Regions from separate parts of the Sus scrofa genome. Here all the other regions are linked to region 5. The links are chromatin contacts, called in public HiChIP or PLAC-seq and promoter capture Hi-C maps. All regions are on one chromosome and are shown on one strand. Each heading gives the region's core, a stretch centred on a gene start, on an enhancer-like site or on the middle of the called end of the contact. The rest is flanking DNA. Distances are from core to core; before and after follow the strand shown.

What was found. Promoter capture Hi-C pulls out the DNA fragments that hold promoters and counts their contacts. HiChIP or PLAC-seq counts read pairs in DNA pulled down with a chosen protein or histone mark.
Region 1: a contact with region 5 is called in an H3K27ac HiChIP or PLAC-seq map of alveolar macrophages. The contact joins the promoter of PPP1R42 here to the promoter of RRS1 in region 5. A contact is called at or near these places in 1 of 5 promoter capture datasets (fetal liver), 1 of 47 Hi-C or Micro-C datasets (embryonic fibroblasts) and 1 of 2 datasets of contacts at active chromatin or transcription factors (alveolar macrophages).
Region 2: a contact with region 5 is called in a promoter capture Hi-C map of fetal liver, with 2.6 times the contacts expected there. The contact joins the promoter of ARFGEF1 here to the promoter of RRS1 in region 5. A contact is called at or near these places in 1 of 5 promoter capture datasets (fetal liver), 1 of 47 Hi-C or Micro-C datasets (embryonic fibroblasts) and 1 of 2 datasets of contacts at active chromatin or transcription factors (alveolar macrophages).
Region 3: an H3K27ac HiChIP or PLAC-seq map of alveolar macrophages shows a contact between it and region 5. The contact joins the promoter of COPS5 here to the promoter of RRS1 in region 5. A contact is called at or near these places in 2 of 5 promoter capture datasets (fetal liver and liver), 6 of 47 Hi-C or Micro-C datasets (alveolar macrophages, embryonic fibroblasts, epiblast stem cells and 3 more) and 2 of 2 datasets of contacts at active chromatin or transcription factors (alveolar macrophages and skeletal muscle).
Region 4: a contact with region 5 is called in an H3K27ac HiChIP or PLAC-seq map of skeletal muscle, with 4 times the contacts expected there. The contact joins the enhancer-like site here to the promoter of RRS1 in region 5. A contact is called at or near these places in 1 of 5 promoter capture datasets (liver), 8 of 47 Hi-C or Micro-C datasets (alveolar macrophages, embryonic fibroblasts, epiblast stem cells and 3 more) and 1 of 2 datasets of contacts at active chromatin or transcription factors (skeletal muscle).
Region 6: a contact with region 5 is called in a promoter capture Hi-C map of fetal liver, with 4 times the contacts expected there. The contact joins the promoter of ARMC1 here to the promoter of RRS1 in region 5. A contact is called at or near these places in 2 of 5 promoter capture datasets (fetal liver and liver), 1 of 47 Hi-C or Micro-C datasets (embryonic fibroblasts) and 1 of 2 datasets of contacts at active chromatin or transcription factors (skeletal muscle).

What each region holds. Positions count from the first base shown.
Region 1 is chr4:67,769,981-67,773,630 of Sscrofa11.1, reverse strand. It overlaps PPP1R42 (protein phosphatase 1 regulatory subunit 42), which reads right to left and starts at 1,876. Exons shown (of 9, transcript XM_005663043.3): 1 at 712-1,876. The region is part of intron 3 of CSPP1 (centrosome and spindle pole-associated protein 1); the gene reads left to right.
Region 2 is chr4:67,463,035-67,467,085 of Sscrofa11.1, reverse strand. It overlaps ARFGEF1 (brefeldin A-inhibited guanine nucleotide-exchange protein 1), which reads right to left and starts at 1,569. Exons shown (of 39, transcript XM_001928010.7): 1 at 902-1,569. The coding sequence starts at 1,025.
Region 3 is chr4:67,738,139-67,742,088 of Sscrofa11.1, reverse strand. It overlaps COPS5 (COP9 signalosome subunit 5), which reads right to left and starts at 1,273. Exons shown (of 8, transcript NM_001105300.1): 1 at 1,083-1,273. The coding sequence starts at 1,225. The region is part of intron 3 of CSPP1 (centrosome and spindle pole-associated protein 1); the gene reads left to right.
Region 4 is chr4:68,860,145-68,864,141 of Sscrofa11.1, reverse strand. All of the region lies in intron 3 of PDE7A (high affinity cAMP-specific 3',5'-cyclic phosphodiesterase 7A), which reads right to left. Among named protein-coding and RNA genes, the nearest start is that of PDE7A, 84 kb to the right of the region's middle. Within about 2 kb of position 2,406, at least 4 of the 83 cell types and tissues checked have an H3K27ac peak or open chromatin away from gene starts, as enhancers often do. A contact at or near this core is called in skeletal muscle, where this site is marked.
Region 5 is chr4:68,286,194-68,289,938 of Sscrofa11.1, reverse strand. It overlaps RRS1 (ribosome biogenesis regulatory protein homolog), which reads left to right and starts at 1,726. Exons shown (of 1, transcript XM_003125604.4): 1 at 1,726-3,745. The coding sequence starts at 1,851. The coding sequence ends at 2,948. All of the region lies in intron 1 of LOC110260284 (a long non-coding RNA gene), which reads right to left.
Region 6 is chr4:68,981,369-68,985,467 of Sscrofa11.1, reverse strand. ARMC1 (armadillo repeat containing 1) reads right to left here and starts at 2,425. Exons shown (of 7, transcript NM_001190196.1): 1 at 2,237-2,425.

The sequences.
Region 1 (3,650 bases), core at 627-3,126, 520 kb after region 5:
CAGGGCAGGCAACGCTGGATCCTTAACCTACTGAGCAAGGCCAGGGATCCAACCAGCAACCTCATGGTTCCTAGTCGGATTTATTTCTGCTGTGCCAGGACGGGAACTCCTGGATACATTTTAGAACAGTATACTAAAAATAATTATGTCAACACTTGTGAGACATCCTTGATTTTCTTTTAAAAGAGGTTCATTATTTTCTAAAGTTTGAGAAACTGCTTTTTCAGTTTTTCCCTACTACATATCTCTTATCTCAGGGCTCCTCTTGCTAGGATAGCTCCATCTCTATCCTAGCCAGTTTAGAGCTGCCATACATGCGCTCTGGCAATCCATTTCAGTAGACCGCTTGTCTTTCATAGTTTGGGGCTCCTACCGGCTAGATGCAGGGGACGCTTCCAGATCGAGTTTTTGTATATTTCCCTTAGCCCCCAATTCAGTGGCTTCCGGATGCTAACAAATCTCGCATCCTAAGCGTTGTGGGTACCCTTCCACCAGTGTCTTCTTCGTCTACAGTTATTTCCCAGCCTTGCCTGATTCTAGGCCTTTGTTTAAAATAGAGATTTTCAGACTTTCTGGAAATTCTAGATGTTTGGAGATAAGACTTGTGAATCTGTATTTTAACAAGTGCCCTGTGAGAGCCTTACTAAGTTTGAGAAACGTGGCCCTAGGGCTTCCTCATTTCCCACACTTCTTCCCCGTAAGGCATCTCACCATTAGCAGGATGAGCCGGGTCAGTGATTCGGGTTTGGTCAATTTCGCAAGTGCCAAGCTCCTCCGCAGCCCCGGTTGCTGGGCGACCAGACAGACGCTTAGAGTCCGCCGCGGGCTCACGGGAAATCTCGCGAGGTCACTGGAAGAGCTCTCCTGTGGCTTTCAGCGGGCGGAGCAGTCTATGACGTGGCAGCGGGGGCTGGTGGTAGCCCCTAGGTAGGGTTCGAGTGGAGGTCAGTTAGCTTGATGCGGCTGTAAATCATCGGTTGCATTAGCGTCTTAGTGGACCAGCCGGGTGCCAGAATGATTGTTGGCAGGCCATCATTTTCCCCTACTAGATTATCCTTGCCATCAGCTTTGACAGTTTCAGTGCCTAGTTACCACGTTTCGCAATAAACGACCGGGAAGTGAATTGTTTGAATAAAAGTGCAGTCCATACTTTACCTCTCCTCGCATAAAATCCAAACTCCTTAGGTCGATGTTGCATTACATTTATAATAACCAGGCTCATTGCTTGCCTCTGTGCTCCAGAGTTTCCAATCTGGCACCTGGCTCGGTATGCCCTGTTCTAAAAAAAAAAAAAAATTTACCCTCACCTCCTCTCTCAAGGTAACAATAGAAGATAACTTTCCTCCTAAATTCTTAATTTCCTTTATAATATTAAAGGATTCACCTTGGAATTAGTGCATTTCCCCCCTGAAGTTTCCATAAATAATCCTTTTTTGCCCTCCAAACAACTGGGATATGCTTCTTTAGCATAACAGTTAACACAATGCTATATGTTTGTTACTTCCTCATATCTGCAATAAGATGGTAAATTCTCTGAGGGCAGGATTATTTCTTTAACCTCACTAGTCCCAGGACCTGGCAAAGTGCCTTTTACTTAAACAGTCACTGTGTTTTGAAATGCATAATTTACAGAAGAAGGAGATGAAGGAGAAGAACAATAGAACAAGGAATTGACACTTACAGTGGAAAGACTGGCCCTCATTAGGGATATGGTAAAGTGAGCAATCTAGATCAAGGGACTGTACAAGCTGGAAAACAGTAATGGCTGTGATCTTTAGCGTGGGGACATGCTGGAAAAGTCATTGCTATTTCTTGAACATAGAAATGTCAGAGTAGGAGTTCCCGTCGTGGCTTAGTGGTTAACGAATCCGACTAGGAACCATGAGGTTGCGGGTTCAATCCCTGGCCTTGCTCAATGGGTTAAGGATCTGGCATTGCCCTGAGCTGTGGTGTAGGTTGCAGACGCGGCTCGGATCTGGCGTTGCTGTGGCTCGGGCGTAGGCCAGTGGCTAAAGCTCCGATTAGACCCCTAGACTGGGAACCTCCATATGCTGCAGCAGTGGCCCAAGAAATGGCAAAAAGACAAAAAAAGCAATGTGAGAGTAGAAGATTGTTGGAATTACAAGGTGGCTTTGAGCTCATGTGAACAGTCCAACTTGCCATTTTACAGATGAGGAAATTCCTAAGCCTAGAGAAAGCAAAGAAATATGTTGAAGGTGACACCTGAGGTGGCAGGAGAGAATTTACCCCTGGGCTCCTAATTTCAAGCATATCTTCGTACATCTCACTGACTGTTACAGTAAGATTAAGCTAGAAAAAGGGACCAGGGGTTGGGGACAGATGAATCCTAAACACTTTCCGGACATTTTTCAGTTGTGAAGCAGTGTTGATCTGGATTAGGGTGAAGGCAAAGAAAGTGAAAAGAAATGAACAAATTTAGGAAGCATCCTGAAGCATGATTTAATAAAACGATAGTGGATAGGTTAAAGGGAGAGAGAAGTTGAAGATAATTCCTAGGTGTTAGATAGGATAAAGGGATGATACTGGAGAAAAAGGAGAGTGTGGCAAGTAATTTGAGGGGAAGTGGATGAATTTCGTTTACATATGTTAAATGTGAGGTGGGGTAGGTTTGATAGTTTCCAGAATGGAACTGATCATTGAAACTGTGGGGTCACGAATGGGGGTGAGGGAGAAGGTGAGGAAAGAGAAAGAGCAAGTCAGCTATGCCAGCTGGTTTGAATGGAAGAGGGAAGCAAAGCTAGTTAAGATGTCAGAGAGTATCAGAAGTGAGTTTTGTTCTGAGAAGAACAAATACCAATTCAATGATTAAGAAACCAATAAATCAGATTCAGACACTGGGGAAAGAAGTTCAGGAGGAGGGTACCTAATGGAATAAACAGCTACAGAAGGATATGAAGAAATAAAAGAATGATGAAAATAATATGGCTGAAACACTACAGCAAAAATCAGATGCCTTTCTTACCTATTTTATAGGCCATTCATTTGGGAACAATAGATTCAGCAATATATGCAGGGCTGTCGTATTGTTTTGTGTAGCCCTCATGTAACTTGCTGCTAGCATTACAGAAATATGTTTAGCAATGCCTCATTGGAAACCAGTTGCTCCATTAATCTTTATAATAGTTTCATATGTCATTATAAAAGGAGTATGATCCATTTGTGTTATCATTTTTAAAAAATGATAACATTATTTCTGAAAGTCCACTTTGGATTCTACGCTTTATAGAATTGAAAATCTCTTTGTGACTGCTAGTATTTTCATAGTTTAAAATGGTTGAATCACTCATTGTTTTTTTTTTAATGTAACAAGTTTAATAGACAGTATTTTCTCATTAAGACGTGAAACGTAATTCCTGTCTAGTGACACACAGTGTTAAACAATCATCTGTGTACTTTGCAATGTAGCAGAAAATTGGCAGACTACAAGAAATACTTTTCTTCAGTGCCACGTTTATAAGGTCTGCATAAAATGCTCAAAGATTTACACACTTTGACAGGTGATGAGAAATTTGTATTTGTAGAAAAAAAAGTTGTGAATAATTTTAAAAGACACTCTTGGAAGAATGTGCTAAAGAACACATTCTCTAAGGTCTTTAATAGAATTTCCAAGTAACTTTAGACAGAAGCAC
Region 2 (4,051 bases), core at 320-2,819, 820 kb after region 5:
GCCTTAAACGAATTCATCCTTGATGGATGCAACAGATCCACCGGTGGGTCCTCTCTAACAATTCCTCATCTGCCTGGCCTCGCTGTAGGTATTGTTCGGACTTACCCCGCTATGGGCTTCATTACACTAGATCGCTTCCGTCTGAACTATAAATCAGAATTCAAGCTTGAGAGCGGCTGCCACGGTCCAAACATGTGGCTGGTGGGTGTCATTGTCTTTTTCCTCTTCCCCATTCAAACCCTTCCTTCCTTGTCCCCTAAAGCCATCTTATCTAAAGGTCCTATCCTTCCCCGCTTTTATCTCGCCCCCCCACCCCTTAACCTCCGGTCTAGTTCTTCCAGGTCAGCCCAGTCGGATACCACATTACTCTGTTTTTCCCGTGGCGGAGGCGGAGAGATGTCAGAACAGGCTGCACCTCTCGCAAACCCCTTCTCGAGACTGTCAACAAGGGAACAACTTCAGCCTAGCTTCCCAAAGTACCACGCCAAACGACAAAGTTATGGAAATTACAAGACAGAACCCTTCCCACGCCCAATCCTGCCAAATCAGCTCCACCTCAATTTTCCACGCCAATAAACAACAGCTCCTCTTGCTGCCGCCTCACAAAGGGTGAGAGCCTGTCCGCACCGCACGGTCGGCCGACACAACCTGCTCTTCCCGAGTCGAGCCCGAGCGCAGCCGCCGGCCCCGGGCCGAGCTAACTAACTGCCCTTCCTCCTCCACCCTGCCTCTGCCCCCCATCCAGCCGAGTTACTGTCAACTCCAGCCAGGCGGCCGGGGCTCGGCGAGGGCTCCCCGAGGTTAGCGGCGCCGGCTCAGGGCGAGCCCCCAGCGACCCCACCTCCCGCGCCGGCGCCCCCCCCATTCCCCCACCCCCATCCCCGGCCTCCTCCCCACTCACCTAACGCCACCTCGCACGCTTTGCGCAGTTGGGAGTGATGCGCCTTCTTCACTTCCTTGTCGGCCAAAATCTTCTCCAGGGCCCGGGTCAGGAACATGTTCTTCGTCTTCTTCCCCTCATACATGGACGCAGAGAAGGAGGCGGCGGCTCGTCCGACCCGCGGCTCCCAGCGGCTGGAGGGGAGGAGGAGGGGGAGGAAAAGCGGAGAGAAAGGAGAGGGGGTGGAGGTGGGGAAGAGGAGGCGTGGAGGGCAGCGGCAGGATCAGGAAGGGGCGGGCGGCCGAGGAGCGCGGAGGTCGTCACCGCCCCCAGAGGGGCCGCGCCCGTGGGACCTCCGCTTCTCCCCGCCCGGGGGTCGTTTGCCGGCCACCCCGCTCCACTTGTCCCTCCGGCCCGGGGGCGGCGAGGGAGCCCAGCTCGGCGGCCGTCAGCCGGAGGCCGAGGGACGAGGCGGCGGCTCAGAGGCCCGGCGAGAGCAGGGCTGCCCTGGCTACTGTGGGGATTAGCACCCGCCGTGGCCGCGGACTGGCCTCCATCACCGCCGACCTGCCCCGGCCGCCATGTTGGGAGGAAACGACGCGTCACGCAGCGGCCGAACGGCTGCAGAGGAGGAAGCGGCGGCGGCAGCGTCGGCTGCCCAGAGCTGCCGCGGCGCCGGGAGGCAGGGGGCGGAGGGCGGCGCGGGAGGAGCGGCTCGAGCCGCAGCGCTACGGCGGCCCGGCGGGGCCTCGCCGCCTCCCGCGTTTGCCTGCAGGGCGGCGTGGGGCGTGGCGGGCGTCCTGCGGCGCCACGCGGGGCGCTTCGGGCTCCTCACTGGGGCTGCGCCCTGGCACCCGGAACCCCCGGGGCCGAAGCTCCTACTGAATGAATGGGTCTCCCAGCTGCGCTGCATCCACGTATCGGAAGCATATGGAGAGCCCCCCGGTGGGCGCGCGGCCCCTTCCGCTCCAGGGGTCACGGAAACAGCCGTCCGGCCCAGGTTCAGCCGCGCGGTCTTCACCTGGCACTCTCGATTTTCAGTTTCCTTACCAGCTGCACGAAACTGCTGTCCAGGTCCGTGCCCGCCGACTACCTCAGGATTCTCTCTTGGGAAGACTAAAACCAATCTGACAAGGATTGGGGACTGTTTCACTTTTTCATTTCTGTAGGATAAAAATCGGTAAACTCTAGGTTTCAGATCTCTACTGAATTGAGATTAAAGTTAAGGGAACAGGTGAATGCTTCTGATTGATGAGTTCCCTTAGAGCTCTATGCCATTAATACTAAGATTCGGCTCAGGACAGGAAAACTAGTTTCAGAATGGAAAAGCTCTAAGTACAGATGTTACCGCAGACACACGTGTCTGCTTAAATACTAAAGAAGAATTCAGATGTCTACAATGTTTCATTCAGAACAGAAAATGATAAAGAATACCATTAAACTATATGCAAATAATTTACATGGTGATCTAGGTGCATATCTCCAAGTTCAAAGCTACTGTGTGGCTGTTATCAACCACACGCCCCAAACTGTTACACACTGTTAGACTGTGTCTCTCACAGTTCTGGTCTATTCGATCCTCTTGACTGTGGACTTGTCCTAATGCAACCATCCAAATTCAAAAATGGAGAGTCTGGGAGTTCGCGTCGTGGCTCAGTGAAAATGAACCTGATTAGCATCTATGAGGATGCTGGTTCAATCCCTGGCCTTGCTCAGTGGGTTAAGGATCCGCATTGCTGTGAGCTGTGGTGTAGGCCATCTCCTATTGATTGGACCCCTAGCCTGGGAACCTGTATATGCCGCCGGTATGGCCCTGATCTGGCATTGCTGTGGTTGTGTGGGCCAGCGGCTACAGCTCCAATTTGAGTGACAAGATTTGGGACAGTCTAAAAACCACGGGAAATAAAAATGGAAACCTTGAGAATGATCCTAATTAAAATGAACAAATTATTATTATTTTTTTTCATCTACACCTGAGGCATACAGAAGTTCCCTGGCGGGGGACTGAATCCGAGCCGCACCTGCAACCTCTGTCACAGCTGTGGCAATGCTGGATCCTCAACTCACCGTGCCATGGCAGGAACCCCTACATTAATTTTTCTAAACTTTCTTGTCCTGAGAAATCTGTAAATTCAACTAATTTTACTCTAAAGACTATTTCTAGATTCCTAGAATTTAAAGATTCAGTATACTAGATCAAATATAATACTAATTTCTAGGTACACTTGTAGATTATAAAGTTTTTTAGAACAAGCTCCATTCCAAATTTATCTTTTTTTCTTCATAATGCGGGTGTTCTGTCGCAGGTACTGTGGAAGATGCTGGTTGATCACCAAATCCATTTACTCTTCTTTCCTTTGCACAAACATAAATTGTGTTCCCTAGTCTGTCTTCCAGTTAAATGTAACCATCCAGATTTAGCTCAATAAAAAAAGAAAAAAAAAAATAGAGTTCCTGTCGTGACTCAGTGAAAACGAATCTGACCAGCATTCATAAGGACACAGGTTTGATCCCTGGCCTTGATCAGTGGGTTAAGGATCTGGCATTGCCATGAGTTGTGGTGTAGGTTGCAGACATGGCTGCGATCTGGCATTGCTGTGGTTGTGTGGGCCAGCGGCTACAGCTCCAATTTGACCCCTAGCCTGGGATCCTCCATATGCGGCAGGTGTGGACTTAAAAAGCAAGAGAGAAAAAAAATATCCTCCACAAGCAGATTTTCATGCCCTTTCCCTTCTGTGGCTGCATGCTAAAGATGGCAAAGCCTGGGTCCCTGAATTACCATGTGGTGGAGAACCAGCCAATCAAGAATGCTCATTCTGGACTTTAGGTGGGCAAAGTAAACTCAAGTTATGTTTAGCAGCTAACTTAATCCTAAACAATACACTTGGCATTCATTAATGAATAATACAGAAATCTTAGCACTTAAACAGGGTATACTACATAGCACATATCACAATCTGTAGTCATCTTGTCTGCTTACTTGATTCTTATCTGTTAGCCTCAAGAGAAAGACCTCATCTGTCTATTCATTTCCATATGCCTAGCATCTAGTATAGTAATGCCATAAAGAAGGCTTTTGGTATAAACTTCTTGAATAGAAACTTGGGTGCATGAAAGACACTGGGCTAAGTCAGGATTACACTGCATTTAAGAGTTTACGGTATATAACAG
Region 3 (3,950 bases), core at 24-2,523, 550 kb after region 5:
TCTTTCTGTGGTATCAGCCTCAAAATGGAAAATGTAGCCTTATCTTTAGTTCTGCTATGATCACTGTTTAAGTTTTTCATCTGTGGTTGTGACTAAACTACTGTTGAATAAAATTACATTTTGGTCTCACTGATGTGGCTCAAGACAGCTAGGTTGTATATAACTAGAGATACAATCACACAGCGAGGCTAATAGTTTCCAAATATTTAATAGGCTCTATCAACCTAAAATGCACAGCCTGCTATAGAAAGAGCAGGTGAGGCAAACCAACTCAGTGCTCAGTCCTTAGTAAGTACTCAATAAACATTGCTGAATCTGAATAATGACAATTAAAGCTTGCCTTGTGGGACAGATGAAGCATGGTTTTTGTTGTTGACCACCGCTTTCCCATCTATCTCTCTGTTAGAGACGGTGCTCTTTTAACTCTATCTCTAACAATATCTGCTCTCAGGAAAGGATAAATGCTGTGGGAAAGAATCCTCGATCTGTCATCACTCTCAGGGACACAGCTGTTTTGCTAAATGGCAAAGAACTCTATTGATTTAATTTGTAGCTTATGTGAACTTGCTAACATTTTGGGAGACTAAGTAGAACCTCGCGGTGTTTCTAAAATAATTACCAGCAATCGAAAAACAATTACAGATCTAAACGATGGCTTTTAATTAAAGACCGTTGGGCTGGCTCAATTTCTGAAGACAGCTACAGTCTCCAGTCTAAGATCTGCTGCAAGTCCCAACAAAGTGTATACCGACACAGGATTCAAGGCAGAGTGTGTAGCATACGTGACGGTATGGGTGTTGAGGAGTAAAAGCCCAAATCACCGCTTGCCGTTTTCCTTTTCCATTCTCCCGAGGCAAACGGGTTAAAGAGACAGAAAGGGGAGTCAAGCGAGCCCCAAAGGAGGGACTTACGCTCAACTTGCGCGGATAAAAAGGCAAAGCAAAAATTCTCAGACGCTTACTCTTCCTCTTCCCTGCACAAGAAAAGACAAGCCCAGTCCCCGCTTCAGCTCCCACCCCTACTGGGTCTCTTAAACTCCCGCCACCCTTCCCTCCCCAGCATTTCGCCAGGGACCTCCTCACTCCTTAGTCCAGGGTTTCGCCGCCAGGATTTCTTGCTGCTGTTTTTTGTCGTATTTGTAGATTTCATCGATACTCTGGGCTTCCTGCATGTTGTTGGCTAATTCCCACGTTTTCTGGGCCATACCACTCCCAGAAGCCGCCATCGCAGAGGATTCGGAGAAGTTGTTGCCCCTACAACCAAGACGCAACTTCAACCTCGCTAGGTTTCCGGGTGTGGGCTTCAGACCCACCCCACCGCAGGTGCAAACTGGTACTAGACTCTCGAGGCAGCCATGACACCTAGAACCGGAGGTGAAGTTGGTACCGACCATTCGAGGATGGCGGGGGTCCTTCCGGAACGCGACGGTGTAAACAGCAGTTACACAATAGTTAGAGACAGAGGAATCTCCTTGTGGATTAAATGAAGACATATTATCTTGGAAAATTATATGTGTGAATTAAGACAAAAACAGCGTTTATGTAAGGAATGGTATAGCCTTCCGCACCGGAAGAAGGGCATGTAACGTTATGCCAGAAAACGAATTGACCTTCCTTGTTCGTACTGCGCAGGCTCGGCCTCCGCCATATTAAAAATAGATCCTTAAACGGGGATGGGAGAAAGAATTGTTTTTATGTAGGTGCAGGTACTTTAAATGCAGTAAGTTTGTTGAAAGACTTAAAAAAAAAAAAGGATGTCTGGAAAAATTGAGATAAATAGTTCTGAATGCTGGCTTTGAGAGAATACATGACATCCTAGTTTACTTTCAGATGAATCACCGCACATGTGTAAAATCCTATGGGCTCGTGGTTGGGCACTAAGCTTCTCTTGGGCGTTCTCTAGCGATCATATGAAGCTGTGGAAACTCGTGGATGGCTACGGTCATGCCTTGGTGTGTTTGTAAAAATTAACATCTCTAGGCGCTATTAATGTCCCGAAAATGTCCAGTACCCAGTTGCTATAATAGTTTACAGTTTAATCTTCTGCATTGCTCTGTGGAACTAACTCTGCTCCGAGACTGAATTAATCTAGGGGGAGTATTGGTTGTCATCCAAGAGTTCAAACGGTATTTAATTATTTCATTATTTGCTTGTTTTAGTTATTCTCCCCCCCCCCCCGCATTAGATTCTAAGTTCCAAAACACAGGGACCAGGTGTGCTCCTTGTTGTATCCTCAATGTCTACCATAGATGTTCAATTTTTTTCCCCCTGGGGGAAAAGGGGAGGGGGGGCATCACAATTCACCTCTCCAGTTTCATCTTTCTTTAGTTACCCTGAAACTTTGCATAAGGTGGCTAGCATTGCCTGAAAAGCTCTCCCCTGACTTTTCGGACTGGGAGTTTAAACTTACATTTAAAAACACAGCTCAGAGCTCTCTGCCACGCAATCCTTCTTAACTTTTCTCTCTCCAGTAATCCTTCTGCCGTGTCTCTAAATGCCTGTAGGTGCTTGCATAACTGTTACAGTGCAAGGAAATAATGTATTTGTTTACCTGGAAGTTTTTCTTTTCACTCTCAGTTTCAGAGTGCAGGGCACTTGGTTCTGAGCTGTATCCTCCACTCCTAGAAAGCTGTGTGACATTTAGTTAAGACAACATTAGTATTATGGAATCCACAACTCCGCCTGTGGTTTTGACATTAAATTCCATTTGAAGAAAATTTATCTTTCAAGCCCTCGTACAAACTAACAAGATAAAGGTCACTTAGTTCCACTGTCCCGGGAATCTAGATATCTCTTTTCTAGTGGTAGCATATGGCCACTAAGTTTTGGGGTGTACTGCATATGTTGAAATTAATAATAGAAGCCTAGGACAAAACGTTGACCACATTCCTGGGAGAACGATAATGCCCTGGAAAGGTGTGCCAACAAGTTTTCTCTCACTACCAACCTTATCCACTCCCCCACCCCACCCCTAGGCTTTGACCCTTAGGCCGACTGGAGGAGACAGAATCAATTTCGCTTTGGGAAGGGGCTCCTACAGTTTAATAGTACTCAGGCGGAGCGGGGGAACCAGGTGGCTGAGTACCCCTCCAGGTGCAGGCGAGCCCTGCGAATTGCCGGGCGTGTATGCGGCCTCCGGGGCGACAGGGGGCGCCCCCACCGCGTGGCCTTGCCCCGCGGCCATAGTGGGGGCGGGGCCGCGTTTGGCCGTTGGCAAAAGGCGGGCGGAGGGTTCGGCCCGAGAGGCGGAGCCCGGGCCGGGCGGCCTGTGCCCCTGTTCCCGCGCTGGGCGACCGCCGCCACTGCTTCGCAGCGTGAAGAGCTTCACCGGAGCGCTGTGCGACTTCCCGGACGAGCGCCTGCTTTCCTGAGTAAGCGAGCGTCGGCCGGGGGTGGGAGCGGGCCGGGCAGGGTGTGGCCGGAGTGGGGGGCGTCCCGGGGCTGGGTTCGAGGCCCCGGGGCGAGGGCAGGGGCTCCCTGGGGCGGAGGTCTCGCGGCGGCCAGCTTGGTGTCGGTGCCGCGGTTACCGGGCTTGGGGACAGGGGTTCTCTGGCGACTGAGGTCTCGCGGCCGCCGGGCTAGGGGCGGTGCCCGAGTTACGGCGCTGCAGTTTTGCGGCTACAGGGCGGGGGGCCGGGTCGGGGTCTCGCGGCAGCCTGGTTAGGGGGCGGTGCCTGGTTTCCCGGAGGTGAGGGTCTAGCTGTTGCCAGGCCGGCCCAGGGGCGGTGCCTTGGTTACGGGGTCTGGACTCCAGGGCCGCTACTACAGCCGCCGCCTCCGGTGCTGTTGAGACCCGGTTGCCTGACAACGGGTTGACGCTTCCTAAAGAGGCCGCCACCCACGGTGCGCAGCGACCTGCTGTGCCTCCGCTCTCGTGCCTTCCGTCCCCATCGCTGCTCTTGCTGCTCGGCTAAACCTTCCAGAGCATCTTTTCTTGTACTTGTTGCTGGT
Region 4 (3,997 bases), core at 1,157-3,656, 570 kb before region 5:
GATCCTTAACCCACTGAGGGAGGCCAGGGATCACACCCATGTCCTCATGGATGCTTGTCAGGCTCATTAACCTCTGAGCCACAACAGGAACTCCTAAATGTTTTTAAACACGTAACTTCATACTATTTATTTATTTATTTTGTCTTTTTGCTATTTCTTGGGCCGCTCCCGCAGCATATGGAGGGTCCCAGGCTAGGGGTCGAATAGGAGCTGTAGCCACCGGCCTACGCCAGAGCTACAGCAACGCGGGATCCGAGCCGCATCTGCAACCTACACCACAGCTCACGGCAACGCCGGATCGTTAACCCACTGAGCAAGGGCAGGGACCGAACCAGCAACCTCGTGGTTCCTAGTTGGATTCGTTCACCACTGTGCCACGACGGGAACTCCCATACTATTTATTTTAACAAAGACAGATTTATTCTTCATGATAGCATAACTCATCCTGAAGGCCACTGTATACACACTGTAGAAATAAATGCACATATTTAAAGATTTCAAAATATGCATACAATGTCATTACTTTAAAATAAACCTGACATTCCAAACTTAATTACAAATCAAAGAAACAAATGATCTATCTACTCATAATCTAAAATTAGATCAATGTTAACATGAGAATAAGCTGTATAACTAATATTCTTTCCCTTAAGCAATTCCTATAACTTTAGCTTGCAGAATTCAATATTCACTTTGACAGGATTTAATAAAACAGTCAATAAAAAACTTTTTTTTAAAGAGTATGCTTATTATTGTTATAGGCCAGGCATTTCCATCCTTCAGGGATGGGATATGTGATACATGGGAGTCCTCTTATGCTTAAACGTAGGACTTGAACATAGCTCCACATTCACTGGATTCTGAATTCCCTTATTAGTGAGCTGAGATAAAAAGAAGGAAGAGAAAACACACAAGGTCTTAATGTACAAGGTACAAAATAAAGCTCAAAGCTAAATCTCCAATTTCTCCATTTTTCCAAAGGACAAGTAGAATTAAACAACCATTAAATTGTATTAAGGTTAAGGTCCAATCCCTATAGGTTCCCTAATTTATGCTTTAAGGTTAGGGAAGATATCTAGGAGATTTGAGCCAAAGAAGAAACAAAACCCAGCAGTTTGTCAAATGCAGACATTTCACAATCACCTGGAACACTAGGTACGTTTTTGAAAATACACACAGTCAGGAAGAATGCTCTGCTTTCTAATTTGGTTCAGCACAGCAGTACTCATCTCTATAAGCCCTACTTGGCAAGGGGATTGTTACAGGAATGAGGCAGGAACATTCATGATGAAAAAGACAGGGGAAAGGACATGAGATTCTTTCCTGTGACATCTCCGTGAACTATTACAGAAATATTTCTGAAACAACCAGATATGATTTCAAGATAAATGAATGACCGAGAACAAACTAAACATTTAATAGAAATTCCAGACAAATATGACAAGTCTATTTGTAGACCTCAGTAGAGGCTGGTATGTTCACATCTGAATGAGAGACTAAATTACAAATGATGGATAGCCGCCTTAGCAGATTAGAAAAATGAAGCCTAAAAAAAAAAAAAAAAAATACACTTGTAAATAAGAAAGGAATGACCAGGCAGTACAGTATGAAAGATAAGAAGAAAAACAATAGAGCAAAGAAAAACTCATGGCTGAGGAAAATGACAAGCAACAATGTCTATTCTTAGAAAAGCAATAAAACGCCTCCTGAATATAACAGGATCTGCCCTTGGGTGGGAGTTACCATATATTAAAGACTAAGATAATTTGAGACAATAAAATCAGTATGACCTAAGGTTTTAAACTCAAAATAAACATCGAAACAGATGTTCTTTCTGATCATGTAACTAAGTAAGAAACAAGGATCCAAGTCTAACACAGTCCTGTTAGGAAGGTGAGAAAAACCCCAAATCAAATGCACATGAGGATCTAAGGCAAAACTAGAAAAAGTCTTGTTTGCTTTCATAGTGGGTCATTATGATAAAGACAACATGAGACATTTGATTCAACAGAAGGGCTGAATCTGGTTTACAACGAATACAGATCATACTTAGAGAAATACAAATGGAACCCCACTGGCAGAAGATATACAGTTTTAGTGACTTTTTTTTTTCAGTTTTAGTGATTTTAATGCAACAAGAATATATTCATTCTCTACAATGAGCCTGAGGCTGACAGAAATGAGGGACAAAAAGATGAGTAAGGCTAAAAGCCTTTTATGCTACAATGTAAATATTCTGAAAGGTTCCTGCGCAGCCTTAGTATGGGGTGGAACAATGTGCTAAAATGAAGAAAAAGCTCAAGATAATGGGCAAAACACATTTACATAGAATGGAACATTACCATGTAGCAGGAGTAAAAGAAAATGGAAAACTGCATTTGCGTAGATATGAAAAAAAAAATACTCCTATTATATCTTGTCCAATATTGGCAGAGAGACCATAGTCTCTGCTTCCAGTCTGGATGACGTCAATGAGCTCTGGTGAATTCCATGAAAAGAAGGAACTGTCAAGCTGGCAGCTTCCATTACTATTTAATAATCATGCCAGAATCTTTCAAAGGAACATACAAGATGTTCTAAGTGTATGTGTGGAGAAGAATTATAATAATTCATTTACGTTTAAAGGTATTAGAATTTGCTATTATGTAGGCTAGAAAAATGTGTAACTAAAAGAATAATTTATTAAATTTAGGGACATTAAATTTAGAGCAAAGAATGATGAATTTTGACAAAAAGTCAATATAGAATCCATTTCAACAGATCTAACTAATTTAAGAGTCAAAATACTTTATTTCAAGAGACCAGGTGTATGGCCAATTGGACAGAGAAAAATCTTTGTTTGTTAAGACCATTTGGGGCTCTTAATTCAGCCTGCAGAAAGCTGGTTATCAAAGCCAACATACTCAAAAGGAGCAAATTGCATGAGGGAGGCTCCAGGTTCTCCGTCCACTGAGCTAAGTGAAAGCAGGAACTTGAGAAAAGCCTGGGGAGTGACATTCAAAGGAGCCACATCAGGGGGACATGGCTCTGGGCACTTCTCAGTTCAAACCACTCAGCTGTCAGCCTTTTGCCAGCCCTCTGCTCTCTCTAATCAATCAGCCTGTCTCTCCTCAGCCTTCCTTCCTCCCATATCTTTTCATCCCAATTTTTTAGCGTATACATCTAAGTTGCCTCAAACTTAGAATTTTCACAACATGAGGTCAGTAGACTAAATAGGTTAAAACTAGTTGGAAGAAGGACATTAAGAATCAGTTTATTGGAGTTCCCATCATGGCTCAGAAGAAATGAATCTGACTAGCATCCATGAGGATGCAGGTTTGATTCCTGGCCTTGCTCAGTGGGTTAAGGATCTGGCGTTGCTGTGAGCTGTGATGTAGGCAGAAGATGAAGCTCGGATCTGGCATTGCTGTGGCTGTGGCACAGGCCATAGGCTGCAGCTCCAATTCAACCCCTAGCCTGGGAACCTCCATATGCCACGGGTACGGTCCTAAAAAGACCAAAAAGAAAAAAAAAAGAAGAAGAACCAGTTTATTAAATGCTGAAGGACTGGAAATCTGTTCCATAGTGGGAACAGTTCCTAGATAGGGCAAGTCTGAGGGTTAGAGATCCTTTAAAATTGGGATGAATGCTGAAGTTTTTCAGAAGGTGTCAAAGAAATGTTAATGCTAACACTGAAGTTTAAGCATTTGTCAGAAACTAATCATCTGACTACTGAGAAAGTAGACCAACTCTTTAAAAAAAGGTATATAAAACGATGGCATGCTTAGAAGAACTAGCTACTTTATCTGCTAGTACTTCTATAGCTCTCAGCACCGTAACAGCATACCAGGTACAGCTTTGGGGGACAGACAAGGGACAACAGGTTAAATAAGAATCAATCTTATTACTGACTAAAGAATCCAAAGAATCACCAATCTTAGCTTTTTGTTAAATAACTAGTGATTAACATACTATGAATCCTTATGGACGAGTTATGATACTTTTTAAAAAAGTAGGA
Region 5 (3,745 bases), core at 477-2,976:
GTTCTCCTATGGCAAATCCCCAAGGCTTTAATATTCAAGGCAGTTACCTAATATGACCTTTGACCTAGCTTTGGCCCCAAAGAGTGATTGGTAAAAAAGAGTTGGTGTTGAATGTTAAGACAAAGGCTCAGAAAAACCGCAGCAAATCTTGAAAATGCTTTTGGAAAAGAGAAAAAATATTATAACCCAATTCCTGGGGCATAAAACATGCTCACTAAATGTTTAAAGAGTGAATAAACAAAGCAGAACTGAGGAAAAACAGTGAGCTCAAGAAGAGACGAAACTCAGGGGGGCAGATGTGATAGATGGGGCTGTAGCTAAAGCCCTCTTGAGCTCACCCTCAACTAAATCTATTCCAAACAGCGATATCTATATTCATGGGTTAATTCTCCAACTAATCCCTTCTTCAGTAATCCAATTAAGATAAAATAAAACCTGTAAACCACACAACCAGCAGTGCCTCCCAAACTTGACCATACTCATCACCTAGCTATCTTGTTAAAAATGAAGGTTCTAAATCTTTACATTTGGGGTGAGGCCAAAGAGTCTACATTTCTAAGGCCCAGGTCACCACACCACACTTTTCAAGTATCAAGAGCCTGTAAAACATTGCAGAGAATATTCATGTAGTCTTAAAGCCAGCGTTAAAATAAATCCTGCTCCCAGCTTCCCTAGTTGTAAAACCTTAGACGTCATTTTACCTCTCTGAGTCTTCTGTTGTCATCAGTGGAATATGATGAATTACAGTAACTAACACTTACTGAATGCTTACTATGTGCCAGTAACTAATGCTTCATATTTATTAACTTATAGGACTTATATTAAACAATCCGTCCAAAGCAGGTACAATAAACATGGATCTTATTCTAGGTCGTTTAATTCAAGAGCCTGGTGTTTAATCACTGTGTAAGATTGCCCTTCCAGCCACAGCTCCTCAAGCCATTACGAAGATTAAACAGTAATTGGTATTTAGCTCACCTTCAGAGCACTGATATCCAGACCCTAGAGTAAGCTCCCTTGGGGGCATATTAACTCATTTATCTTTATAGTGGCCCTAGGAGGTAGGTACTATTAGTACTTTCATCTTACGGGTTTTAAAATAGGGCCAAATAAGTTAAACAGTTGAAGTTCAAACACCAGCGCAGTCAAGATTGTAACCAAGGCGGTCTAACAGAAGAGCCAGTCGCTCTTTAGCCACTAGCCAGGAGAGGATGTGAGAGGATGTAGCCCGGGGCGGGGAAGACCAGGCATCGGGCGGCTGGGATGGGGTCACGGCCGTGCCCACTCAGAGCTGCCTATGGCTTCCAAAGCAAACCAAGTCTTCGTCTACACTTGGCTTTAAGTACATCCGTGGGAAGGACCTCTGTCGGCCCACACCCAGGGCCCCATGGGCTCTGGTGAAATATAATTTATCTGTTCCCAAGAAGAACTGACTTAGTAAGTATCTTGAGAACTGACTTAACTTAGTGTAACACAGTCGCTCCGAGACCCCCTTATTCTGGGGCCCCCAAAATTTTCACTGCCCCTCCCTCCCTCACGCCACTGCCTAGTGGAAGCCCCGGTGCCAGTCAAACCTTGGACTTCGTAGTGCGCGGGTTCCTCGCTCCTGCTCCGCCTACATCCGGGCTGGAGCCCAAGGGCCGTCTCTAACCCCATCTGTTCTCCAACACCGCCCTCTGCCGGCCCTTCTTCGGGTCGCCCGCGTTGTGAGCCTTTTCCGGCTGCTCCGGAAGTGGAGCTTTCTCTTCCGGGACGAGCGTCTGGGCGACTGCACGTGGCTGTGTTGCCTTGGCCTTTGCCGGCGCTACTGGAGAATTGATTGGAACTGTTACCCCGGAACAGCCGGAGCCATGGAGGGCCAGAGCGTGGAGGAGCTGTTGGCAAAGGCGGAGCGGGACGAGGCGGAAAAGCTGCAGCGCATCACCGTGCACAAGGAACTAGAGCTGGAGTTCGACCTGGGTAACCTGCTGGCCTCCGACCGGAACCCCCCGACCGGGCTGCGGCATGCGGGACCCACGAAGGAGGCCGAGCTGCGAGCCCTGGCGCGGGACAACACGCAGCTGCTCATCAACCAGCTCTGGCAGCTGCCCACCGAGCGCGTGGAGGAGACGCTGGTGGCGCGGCTGCCGGAGCCCACCACTCGACTGCCGCGCGAGAAGCCGGTGCCCCGGCCGCGCCCTCTTACACGCTGGCAGCAGTTTGCGCGTCTCAAGGGCATCCGTCCTAAGAAGAAGACCAACCTGGTGTGGGACGAGGTAAGCGGCCAGTGGCGCCGCCGCTGGGGCTACCAACGGGCCCGCGATGATACCAAGGAATGGTTGATTGAGGTGCCGAGCAATGCCGACCCCATGGAGGACCAGTTCGCCAAGCGTATTCAGGCCAAGAAGGAACGGGTAGCCAAGAACGAGCTGAACCGGCTGCGTAACCTGGCCCGCGCGCACAAGATGCAGCTGCCCAGCGCGGCCGGCATGCACCCTACCGGACATCAGAGTAAGGAAGAGCTGGGCCGCGCCATGCAGGTGGCCAAGGTCTCCACCGCCTCTGTAGGGCGCTTCCAGGAGCGCCTGCCCAAGGAGAAGGCGCCCCGGGGCTCTGGCAAGAAAAGGAAGTTTCAACCCCTTTTTGGGGACTTTGCAGCTGAGAAGAAGAGCCAGTTGGAGATGTTGCGAGTAATGAACAGCAAAAAGCCTCAGCTGGACGTGACCAGAGCCACCAATAAGCAGATGAGGGAGGAGGACCAGGAAGAAGCGGCTAAGAGGAGGAAAATGAGCCAGAAGGGCAAAAGAAAGGGAGGCCGACAGGGTCCTGGGGGTAAGAGGAAAGGTGGCCCACCCAGCCAGGGAGGGAAGAGGAAAGGGGGCGTGGGAAGCAAGATGAATTCCGGGCCGCCGGGCTTGGGTGGCAAGAGAAAAGGAGGGCAACACCAAGGAGGAAAGAGGAGGAAGTAAATTTCAGCCTCGGACTTGTTTGTAAACCAAGAACTGTACTTAATGTTGACATCTAGGCACTGTAGGGGGACACCAAAGATGTGGCCCCTGCCTTCACTGAGCTTGAAGTTAAAGGGACAGCCTTGCCCTCCTCTGAAAATAGTATGTAAATATTGCACAGGACAAATTAATGTTATTTCCCACAACCAAAACTTTGGCTGAAGATTAAAGGATGTATTTAAGGCTATACGAATTAGGGAAAGAATTTGGTCGAAATTAGGAGTGAGTTCTGTTTTTAAACAGACTTTTTTTTTCCTTGTAAACTTTGTATGTGGTGTGAGGGAGGTCATATTTCAAAGACTTTTAGCATTGTTTTGATAACAAGCTTCTGTATTTATCAAAGTGGGGGAACAAAAAGATTACAAGGTTACATTTTCAGAACTGTTGTAAAGGCCATTTAATAAAGGTATGTCTGGATCTAATATTGCTTTCAAATTTTGTAAGTTTTAAGTAAAGCCAGTGACCTGGATACGTGTTACAGATTATTTTCATTTACTTTCTAGAAGATATCCACCAGCTAACTTATGACGTTAGCAAGACCGCTTTATTAGGAAAACTCATGCTCCTTTTGATACCTGATATATTATTGAAAGTGTACAACTGGTGTCTCTTTGAACACTGAAAACATTAATTTGCTCTAGCTGATAAATTTGTGCTTCACTAAATAATGCAATCTTAATTAATCCTAATTTTATACTTAAATTTTTATCAACATTTATGTCTCCAGTTCTTTTAAAGCTTCAAGTGGGATCTGTTTG
Region 6 (4,099 bases), core at 1,176-3,675, 690 kb before region 5:
CTAATTCCAAAAACAATGCCAAGTGGGAGAGGTAGCAGCCTGGGAACAAAACTATTCTCCAGAAAAGTTATTACAAGTTATTTGTGGGGAAGAAGGTAATAGAGCAGAAATGGCCTTCCCATGTATTAAAATATATGAAGATAAAGAGTAAAGTAGTAGTGGATGTGGGGGGCGGTGGTTGAGAAGGACTTCTCCCAGGAAAGCTGTTTATACATTTCATCTAAGAAAGCAGGCTCTGGTGGAGTCAGACCCAGGCTCTACCACTTGATAAATGATTTCAGGCAGATCACTTAATCTCTTTATCTCAGTTTCTTCATCTGTAAAATGGGGTTAATCAGAGCAGCTATCAAGTGGTATGGGGTGTCCAAAGAAATAATACACAAAAGGCTGAGGGCACTTGGCACATGTTAAATGTTTAATAAACAATGGCTGTAAGTTACAGGGAGCCAAAACTCAATGAAAAAGAGTAAGGCTATTCAATTAATGATACGAGAATAACTTCTAAGCAATTTAAAACCAATCTAAGGATCTTTAATTCATAACACATGGGGGGGTTCATATCCCAGACAAAATATTTTAAAAGTTAAATTTTCGAAGTTTGCAAGAAAGCGCAAAATAAAGGACTCAGAGAAAAAAAGTTTTAACAGGATATTATTTGGGAGGTAGTCTTCTCAAAATAAAATATCATTACTTCAGCCATTTTAAAAAGGATTTAAAAAACAAAAAGCAACAGACTGAAAACATTGAGATTTCTTGATTAAAGGGTTTGCCTCTTAGATGCCTCTATTATCAACACTCTGTTTACAAACCAACTTAAGCATGGGCTAATGTCCTGTCACCATTACAAATCCCATACAAAAATGAAATCTGCAGAGCCAACCACTGGCCCAGAGGGCCAGGAACCAGGCTAGTGATAGCCTTTGGCACACAACAGTGGCCTTGCAATTGGAGAGCTCCACCTCATCTATAGAGTACTTACAGGACTACTCAGTGGGAATGTTTCTGAAAAAGTTATAGCCTTTCCCATTCCTTTAAGATGAACAAAAGCCACGAGTTAAAACTTCCAATCTCATCATCCCACTGACAAGGAAGAAGTTCCAATTAGGATCCACCCAGGAAAAAGTAGGGAATAACACAAAGTTTTACACTGTCTTTGTTTAGTTCAATTGAGACAAATCATTTTAAGTAAATACATGAACCTCAAACTTTAACAAACATTCTTGTTGCCTGTGGAATATTGTTACAAAAGCCAATTCTGATTCAGTAGGTGGGGTGAGGACTGAGATTCTGTAGTTCCAACAAGCTCCCAGGTGAAATCTATGCTGCTAGTCAGAGACCCACACTTTGAGAAGCTGAGTCAGTAATAGATGTATGTGAGGCACCTGTCATGAAACACCTGATTTTGTTTCAGCCAAATTTACCATTCACCTCAAAGGATTATTTAGCTCTCACAGAGCTTCAGAAAATACACATAACGTAAATCCACATTCAATTAAGCGAGTTTTGTAAAAAAATAAGTAAGCATTAACATCAGATCTGGCTTTCCCTTTCCTAGCAACCAACTGTAACTCTTTGAGAAGGTGGGTTACCTCCTCTGAGCCTTACTTTCTTCTCATAACAATACTGAGTAGTTGTCAGGATCCAAGAAAATTAGAACTTGGGATATTGATAAGCGTACCAGCAATTACTAAACAAGAACAATGCCTGATCCTATAGGCACTTCTATTCGGCCAGGTGTCGCGGGAAGCTGTGCACTGCCCTAACCCACCAAGACACTAGCACGAAAGGAGATGCAAGAACGCCTCCAAAAACAGTTTTTAAAATAGAAATGTGAACGCTGATCTCTCTTGAATGAAGCCAAACACAACGATGTCCTTCAGCTCTCAGAAGACAGGTAGGTGCACAAAACCAAAAGAAAGTTACCAAAGAAAAACCTGGAGAGATAGATGAAGAAGTGAGATGACAGCCATTAGTAATGCTGGGGTTCCTAAAAATCGGACTGCAGGGGACGGTGAGAAAGTGAACAGAGATAACATTTTAACGGGACCCATGGAAGTCGGGCGCTTTAAGAGCCTAATGGGACTCACAGCTGGGTCTTGGCAAGAGGCGGGCAGAGACCCCCCTCCCGCCCCCGCCGCCCGCCCAGCCCAGGCTGATTCGCCCATGGGTGCAGGGGACGCTTTCTGCGGCCTTCCTGGCTCCACCGCTTTGTCTGCAGTCTCTGGACTCTACTTACCGCTTCAGGGTTCTAAGAATCCAGAGCCTGCCTCACCATCAGGGACACACCAACGGATGAGGTAGAGGTATCCGGGAGGCACAGAGCAGCTCCCTCCTTCCAAGACGGCCTCAGCGTGGGAAGACTACCACACCGACTCCAGGAGCCAAAGAGCGAGGGCGCTGGCGGGGAAAGGCTCTACGGACTCTCTCCCATGACCCAGTCACCTCCGCCGGTTCTGCACTCCTATTGGCTTATACCGTCCCAAAGCAAGAACAAGAAATCCAATCGACAAAGGCTTTCTTAGGAAAAAGCGTTCATTGGTGAGCAAGGGAAAGGCCCGAAGTGTTGAACGGGAGGGTCCAATGAGAACCCGAGAACAGTGGATTGGCCCAAACGACTTTCCGTCCATAAATCTCTAAACGCTGAACGATGATACCAGCTAAGAAAGAGTCACACATCTCCGACTACAATTCCCACCGTTCTGGTGCTGGAGCAGCCTCTCCGCGCCTTAGCTCAGAAATTCAAATTGAAAGTTTCCACTCTAGCAACTCTCTCAGGACGAAGCAGTTTTGTGATATTTCATTAGCTTCTGTGAGTTGTAATTCAGAATCTTAAATTTTTTTTTTTTTGCGTTTTTGCTAAGAACATTAGCACCATCTTCCTAGTAGCTCAAAGGTTGCAGGGGTGTTTTTTTTTTTTTTGGTGTTGTTATTTTAAAAAGAAACTTATTTTGGAATTTGGGGGGTAAGGAAGAGGTTTCTGATGAGAGAATGTTCTCAAATTCGTGAAGAATTTTTTTTTTTTTTTGTCTTTTTGTTTTTTGCCATTTCTTGGGCCGCTTCCACGGCATATGGAGGTTCCCAAGCTAGGGGTCGAATTGGAGCTGTAGCTGCCGGCCTACGCCACAGCCACAGCAACGTGGGATCCGAGCCGCGTCTGCAACCTACACCACAGCTCACGGCAACGCCGGAGCCTTAACCCACCGAGCAAGGCCAGGGATCGAACCCACAACCTCATGGTTCTTAGTCGGATTCGTTAAGCACTGAGCCACGCCGGGAACTCCTTTGAAGAAGTATTTTTAAAACAGTGTCTTGTATTAAGTTTATCAAAGCAAAGTTTAAATACTTGTCTGAGAGTAATGCTTCCCTTGCCCTCGGTAACCTCACTGAATAGATTCTGGATTCTCTTTCATAGGTTGGTTTTTTTTTTTTTTTTTTTTTTTTTTTTTTGGTCTTTTATGCCTTTTTAGAGCCGCCTCCCGCGGCATATGGAGGTTCCCAGGCTAGGGGTCTTGTCGACGCTGTAGCCGCCGGGCTACGCCAGAGCCACAGAAACGTGGAGTCCGAGCCCACTGAGCAAGGGCAGGGATCGAATCCGCAACCTCATGGTTCCTAGTCGGATTGGTTAACCACTGTGCCACGTGGGGAACATCTTTCATAGGTTGATTCTGCACCATAACCTCATATAGTTAAGTCAGAAGGAATTTGAGAGCCCTCTGATGGAAAAAGAGTGTGAGAGAGAATATCCCAACTTGTATTCTCTGCTAATTTCTCCAGTACTTCGTCCTAAGTGAATTTGAAAACCAGGGAGTTCCCATCGTGGAACATAAGTTAAGAATCCAGCCGCAGCAGAGTCAGAGCAGACTCTGGGTTTGATCCCCCAGGAGGCACAGAGGGTTAAAGATCTGGCCCTGCAGCTGTGGCATAGGTCACACTTGGGTCTTGATTTCATCCCTGGCCTAGGAGCTTCCATGTGCTGGGTGCAGCCAATAAATAAATAAAAAGAGAAAAAAAGAAGTAAGTAAGTTCCCTTGTGGCTCAGTGGAAACGACTCTGACTAGTATCGATGAGAAAGTAAGTTCGATCCCTGGCCTTGCTCAGC